2 separate regions of the Ovis aries genome follow, and region 2 is linked to region 1. The links are chromatin contacts, called in public Hi-C maps. All regions are on one chromosome and are shown on one strand. The core of a region is the stretch at or near the end of the contact, and the rest is flanking DNA. Distances in the headings are between cores, read along the strand shown.

The links. Hi-C and Micro-C count contacts between places; a contact is called where the count stands out from the background.
Region 2: a contact with region 1 is called in a Hi-C map of tail adipose tissue, with 4 times the contacts expected there. The contact joins the promoter of YBX2 here to the promoter of SLC16A11 in region 1. A contact is called at or near these places in 2 of 16 Hi-C or Micro-C datasets (omental adipose tissue and tail adipose tissue).

What each region holds. Positions count from the first base shown.
Region 1 is chr11:26,712,746-26,715,688 of ARS-UI_Ramb_v3.0, reverse strand. It overlaps SLC16A11 (solute carrier family 16 member 11), which reads left to right and starts at 1,553. Exons shown (of 5, transcript XM_042255636.2): 1 at 1,553-1,699; 2 at 2,267-2,499; 3 at 2,797-2,940. The coding sequence starts at 2,346. LOC101117600 (C-type lectin domain family 10 member A) reads left to right here. Exons shown (of 9, transcript XM_042255639.2): 9 at 1-764.
Region 2 is chr11:26,886,207-26,889,149 of ARS-UI_Ramb_v3.0, reverse strand. YBX2 (Y-box binding protein 2) reads left to right here and starts at 1,459. Exons shown (of 9, transcript XM_042256600.2): 1 at 1,459-1,841; 2 at 2,499-2,562. The coding sequence starts at 1,565.

The sequences.
Region 1 (2,943 bases), core at 304-2,803:
GATGCTGAAGCTGAAGCTCTAATACTTTGGCCACCTGATGTGAAGAGCTGAGTTATTGGAAAAGACCTTGAAACTGGGAAAGACTGATGGCAGGAGGAGAAGGGGGTGAAAGAGGATGAGATGGTTGGATAGCATCACTGACTCAATGGACAAAATTTTGAGCAAACTCTGGGAGAGAGTGAAGGACATGGAAGCCTGACATGCTTCAGTCCATGGGGTCACAAAGAGTTGGACAAGACTTAGCCACTGGACAACAAACTAATGGAGTATTATATTATTCTTTATCCATTCATTCATTGATAGACACTTAGGTTCTTGCCATATCTTGACTATTGTGAATGATGCTCCAATGAAGACATAAGTGCAGATACCTCTTTGATAGCCTGTACAGAATCTGCCTGCAATGAAGGAGACCTGGGTTCTATCGCTGGATTGGGAAGATCCCCTGGAGGAGGGCATGGTAACCCACTCTAGTATTCTTGCCTGGAGAATCCCCATGGACAGAAGAACCTGCTGGACTACAGTTCATGTGGTTGCAGAGTCAGACATGATTGAGAGACTAAGCACAGCACAGCATGGCAGTTCTATTTTTAATATTTTGAGGCACTTCTATATACTGGCTATACCAGTTTACATTTCCATCCACAGTGCTAAGTGTTTCTTTCTCTCTACATCCTCACCAATCTAAGATTTCTTTAACCTTAAAAATCAGCTTTATTGAGATGTAATTCTTACACAGTAAAACGTGTGTGTGTGCTCAGTCATTCGTTGCGTCTGACTCTTTTCAACGCCATGGACCGTAGCCTTCCAGGTTCCTCTGTCCATGGGATTCTCCAGGCATGAATAGTGCTGTTTTTTATTTTTTTTTTATTTATTCAACAATTAGGAAACACTGCCACCATGTGGCTGTCGGGTAATGTGGCTGTCGGCCAAACAGTAATGTAAACTGCCAGGTTTTCTCTGATGTTGTTTAATAAAGGAGAGAACAAAACCCTTGATTCAAAGTAAATCAATCTTAATGTAAAAAGGAAAGTTTTTCCAAGAAATCAATACCTGGGTTCAATTTTCGGATTTCTTACTTTGTTTTTAAAATTCCCATCTAAATCTTCAGGGATTCTGATCCCAAGAATCCTTTCTAGCCCCAGAAACCCCTAGCTCAGAATCAATCTACCATTTCCAGGTCAGTTTGGCATCAAATTGTCTCCAGGCAGTTTCCCTCCGTGGTGGCAGATTCTATTTCAGTAGTAGGTCTGTTCTTGGATGGTTCCACAGTTGGACAGACCCAGACTCAAATATTTTTCTTACTTTCTTTCTTTCTTTTTTTAAGTTTGGCGACTCGGGCAAATCACATAACTTCTCTAAGTCTCAGTGACTTCATCTGTAAAATGGAGGGAACACCTTTTCACAGGGTGATTGTGAAGATGCAACATGACGTGTATATGTCCCTGGCCCATCACAAGGAAGTCCTCTTCCTTCCGCTCTGTCCTGGAGGGCGTATTGTCGTTGAGCATGCAACATGTACTGGTCTGTGATTTGACACCCGAGGTTTACCAGGTTCTCCAGCAACGTTCCCTGAGAACGTTGGAGCTACTCATCCCCTCAGGCTTTGGGAGGACACTATTTCCGTGCGTTGCCTACCAACGTTGGGGAGGCTGGCGATTGCAATCCATGCATCTCCCGGGTGCGCAGCCAGCTGAAGGTGCGTGGGCATGGGCGGGGAGGTGTTTATTCCTCGCCCCTCCCTTCCTTGGGATTGGGGGTGTAAATGGATAATTCAATCCCCGTGGGACTCGGCTCGGTGGATTGGCTGTCTCAGCTCGCCCCAGCCCTCGACACTCCCCATCCCCCCGCCCGCGCGTCCCAGGTGGCTCAGGCGCCCTGTGGCGCTCTCTGTTTACCTTGAGAGCCGGTCCAAGTTGGGCTCCATCTCTGCATTTGCTCCCCTCTAAGGCCCCGCCCTCTGGGGAAGCGGGGAGAAAACCGGGCCGAGCCTTTCTTCGCCCTTCCCCTCCCCCGGACCGCCCAGAGAGGTCGGGTAAGGGGAACCTGGTGTGTGTGGGAGGGGGAGTCTCAGAACTGGGGGATCTGGCTGTTATCCCGCTCTTGTACGGCGCGGACCTGGAGTTCTAGCCCTAGGCCCGAACACCGCCCCCCCCCCCCCCCGCCTCCGTCCTGTGGTGCTCAGGGCTGGATCTCAGGTATGCTAAGATCCATAAAGGAGACACAGACGTGGCGACTTCTCTGATAGATGTTCCCCCTTCCGCAGGAGATGATGACCCCCAAGCCAACCGGACCCCCGGACGGAGGCTGGGGCTGGGTGGTGGCGGCCGCAGGGTTCGCGGTGAATGGGCTCTCCTACGGGGTGTTACGCTCCCTGGGCCTCGCCTTCCCTGACTTCGCGGAGTATTTTGACCGAAACGCTCAGGAGACGGCGTGGGTCAGCGCCCTGGCCCTGGCAGTGCAGCAGGCAGCCAGTGAGGAGGGGCCCCGAGGTGGGAGGTAGGAACTGGGGTGGGGGGAAGTGCCTTGAGAGCAGTGGTAGAGGACACACTTGACTAGTTAACAAACAACCTAAGAAAAGTCGACCCTTAGAGTTCGACCTTCAGACCTAGGTCGAATTTAAAATTCTAAGTTCTAGAATTGAGTGGGCCTTGAGATGAAGCGGGGCAGGGTAGTGGTGGTGGTGTTGCTCTAAGGCGGGGGAGAAGTTTAGGCCAGGAAAACAGCCAATGAGAAGTGTTCGAGCGAGTTTGGGGGTCCAGGGGGCGTGCCTTCCTTGACTCCGCCCCCTTCCAGGCCCAGTAGGCAGTGCCCTGAGCACCCGCTGGGGGGCGCGCCCCGTCGTGATGGTTGGGGGCATCCTCACCTCGCTCGGCTTCGTCTTCTCGGCTTTCGCCCACAGTCTGCTGCACCTCTACCTTGGCCTGGGCGTCCTTGCTGGTG
Region 2 (2,943 bases), core at 210-2,709, 170 kb before region 1:
CAAACCTCGCACCGGGCCTCAGTTTTCTCATCTGTGGAATGAAAGTGAACGTCTCTCAGTCATGTCCAACTCTTTGTGACCCCCATGGACTCTACAGTCCAAGGAATTCTCCAGGCCAGAATACCGGAGTGGGTAGCCTTTCCCTTCTCCAGGAGATCTTCCCGACCTAGGAATCGAAAAGGAGTCTCCTGCATTGCAGGCGGATTCTTTACCAGCTGAGCTATGAGGGAAGCCCCATCTGTGGAATGGGGACTGTTTATCTGCTCAAGAAATATTGAGCGCCTATGTTGTGCCAGACTCTGTTCCAGGCGTCAAACATAACTAAACAGTTCTTGCCATGGAGTTCACTGGTCTAGAGTTTCGGAGGAGGGGGCAGGAATAATGTAAATAAGCAATTTCTATTTCCAAAAATGCCATGAGAAAAGTAAAGGATGAAGTCATAGTGAGGAGTGATATATAAGATGATACTTGAAGAAGTCACCTATAGAGACATAGTAGTCACTATGTCACTTCGGCTTGAGTCTGAAGAGCCTGACTAGTTGGATAAAAGAAAGAAGGTAAAGGGAGCTGCCAGGGAGAGGGCAGGGAGCTGGAGAGCGAGGCTCAGCCGGAGACCAAAGCACCCAGTACTGTGGATCCTGAAACTGATCTCCGGTGGAAAAGATCGTTTGTGAGGAGTCTGGACCTGCCCGGAAAGGGTTCAAGAGCAAGGAAAAACACCTTGATTAGGGTGTTGATTGCATAGATGAACGCGTTTATCAAAACTCAGCGAAGAATTGTGCATTTTGCTGTATGCAAATCATACGTCAAAAACAACCCAACAAGTGTGAGAGTGCTCGGCTTGAGAGAGCAACCGTGACCTGGGAAAGTCTGGTTGGCCCCGCGGGCTGATCCCACAGACCAGGGTACAGGGCATCCTCTAGGGAGACTGTCGGGCAGGCTGGGAGAAAGCAACCACAACCGGCGGTGTGCGGGCAAAGGTGGTCTCTAGAGTGGAAGCGAGCCGTGCCGCCCACAGCCAGGACCAAGGTTACGAGCTCAGGCCCCCGCCCGGGTTGTCAGGGGCAACCTTGGAGCTGCGCCCTCGCCCCGCCCTTCGCGTAGAGGCCAGGTGGCGGTTGGGGCGCGACCAGCCCGTTTGATTTCCCGCGGCCGGTGGAAAGGGGCGGAGGGGGGAGGGGAAAGCGGCCGTCGGCCAATGGGTTGGGTTGAGGATGTCACGTGATGGCCTCGGGGCGGGGCCCAGGTGTACTTACTAGGCTGAGGGCGGGGGCCTCAGCCTCCGCGCGAAGTCCGGGAGGCGGGGCTGGCGTGCGGGCCCTGGGGTCGCTCCGCTAGGATTGGCCTGTGGTCGGGAGGCGGGGCCTGCACGCGCCGCGGCTGCGGGCTACGATTGGCCTCGGTTCAGGGCCGGCTGCCGGCGTGCAGGCTAGGCTCGGGGCGCGAGGACCGAGCGGGGCGGTGGGTTCGCGAGCCAGGGGGAGGGGCCGGGGCGGTGGCGGCGGCGGCGGCGGAGGAGGTGGTGGTGGTGGTGGCGGCGGGGGCCGGTAGTGGACCCGGCGGGATGAGCGAGGCGGAGGCGGCAGTGGTGGCGACAGCGGCCCCCGCGGCGACGGTGCCCGCGACGGCGGCAGGGGTGGTAGCGGTGGTGGTCCCGGTGCCCGCAGGGGAGCCACAGAAAGCAGGCGGCGGGGCGGGCAGCGGCGGGGTCGGAACGGCCTCGGGCCCAGCTGTTGGGACCCCCTCGGCGCCAGGCCCCCGCACCCCTGGCAACCCGGCAACGGCGGCCTCGGGAACCCCCGCGCCCCCGGCCCGGAGTCAGGCGGACAAGCCGGTGCTGGGTGAGGGGCGGGGCACGTGCCAGGGCGGCTCTAAGGGGGAGGCGGGGGGAGGGGGTCGACGGGCTGGGGGAGGGGCATCGTGGAGACCGGCGGGGTCCGGAAAGCCGAAGGCCGGTATGGCTCGAGGCTCAAAGGACCAGCGGACCTTAGTGAGTTTGCCTGGTGGGAAATTCTGCAGTGTCTTCCTGGATGAGAAGGAGTGGCTGGCCGGTCCAGCTAGGGTCTGACCACGCCCCCGGGGCAGGAGACTCGATCTTGTTGATTTGGTCTAGTATTAGGTAAATATTTGAGCCCTGGACGCAAGTGCACTAGTGACCCTTAAAATAGGAGGGCTAGAGAAACCCCAGTTATGACCTGAGGGCGGAACTTCGTGGACCAAGTAAGTACCCGCTTCTAGGTTAAGGGCCTAGATTTGTAGGATGTGAGGAACATGCCTTAGAATCGGAAGAGGTTTGAAACCCTGAGCCGCGCTGTATGGGCAGTTGCATTTAGTGGAATTGGGTAAGAATGCCTTGGAGCTACTGGGTAAAACCTGGTTGGCGTGAAGTTTAGCTTAATAGATAATAGGTTGGTTAGATTTTGGAGTGTCCCAAAACTGAGTCCAACTCCATCTCTTCCCCCTATCCTACTGCCCCCCACTGCATCTCTGCCTGGCAGCAATCCAAGTCCTGGGCACTGTCAAATGGTTCAACGTGCGGAATGGTTACGGATTCATCAACAGGTATCTGAGGAACCCAGGGAGGGGGTGGAATGGGTGTCTTCCAAACTGATCTATGGGACTGGACACCTTCCCAGCCTCATCTCTACCCCAGCAAGGCACATGGTTGCAATGTCCAGCTGATGCTGATTGAAAGTCTTTAACCACAGCACAGATGTGGGCATGATGAAGGCTTCTCCACATCTTCAAGGGCAGCAGAGGGTTAATGATCTAGGAAGTTGGCAAATCTGGCTCTGATCCTCGCAGCTGGTCTGTGTCACCTTCTGGTTCAGTTTGCCGCCGCCTTTGGGGCAGTATGTACCTGCTCTCTGTGCCTCCGGCCGGAATCCTCACTCATTTCCTGTTTTGGGCAGTACACATAGCACTCTCATAACTCATCTCCCT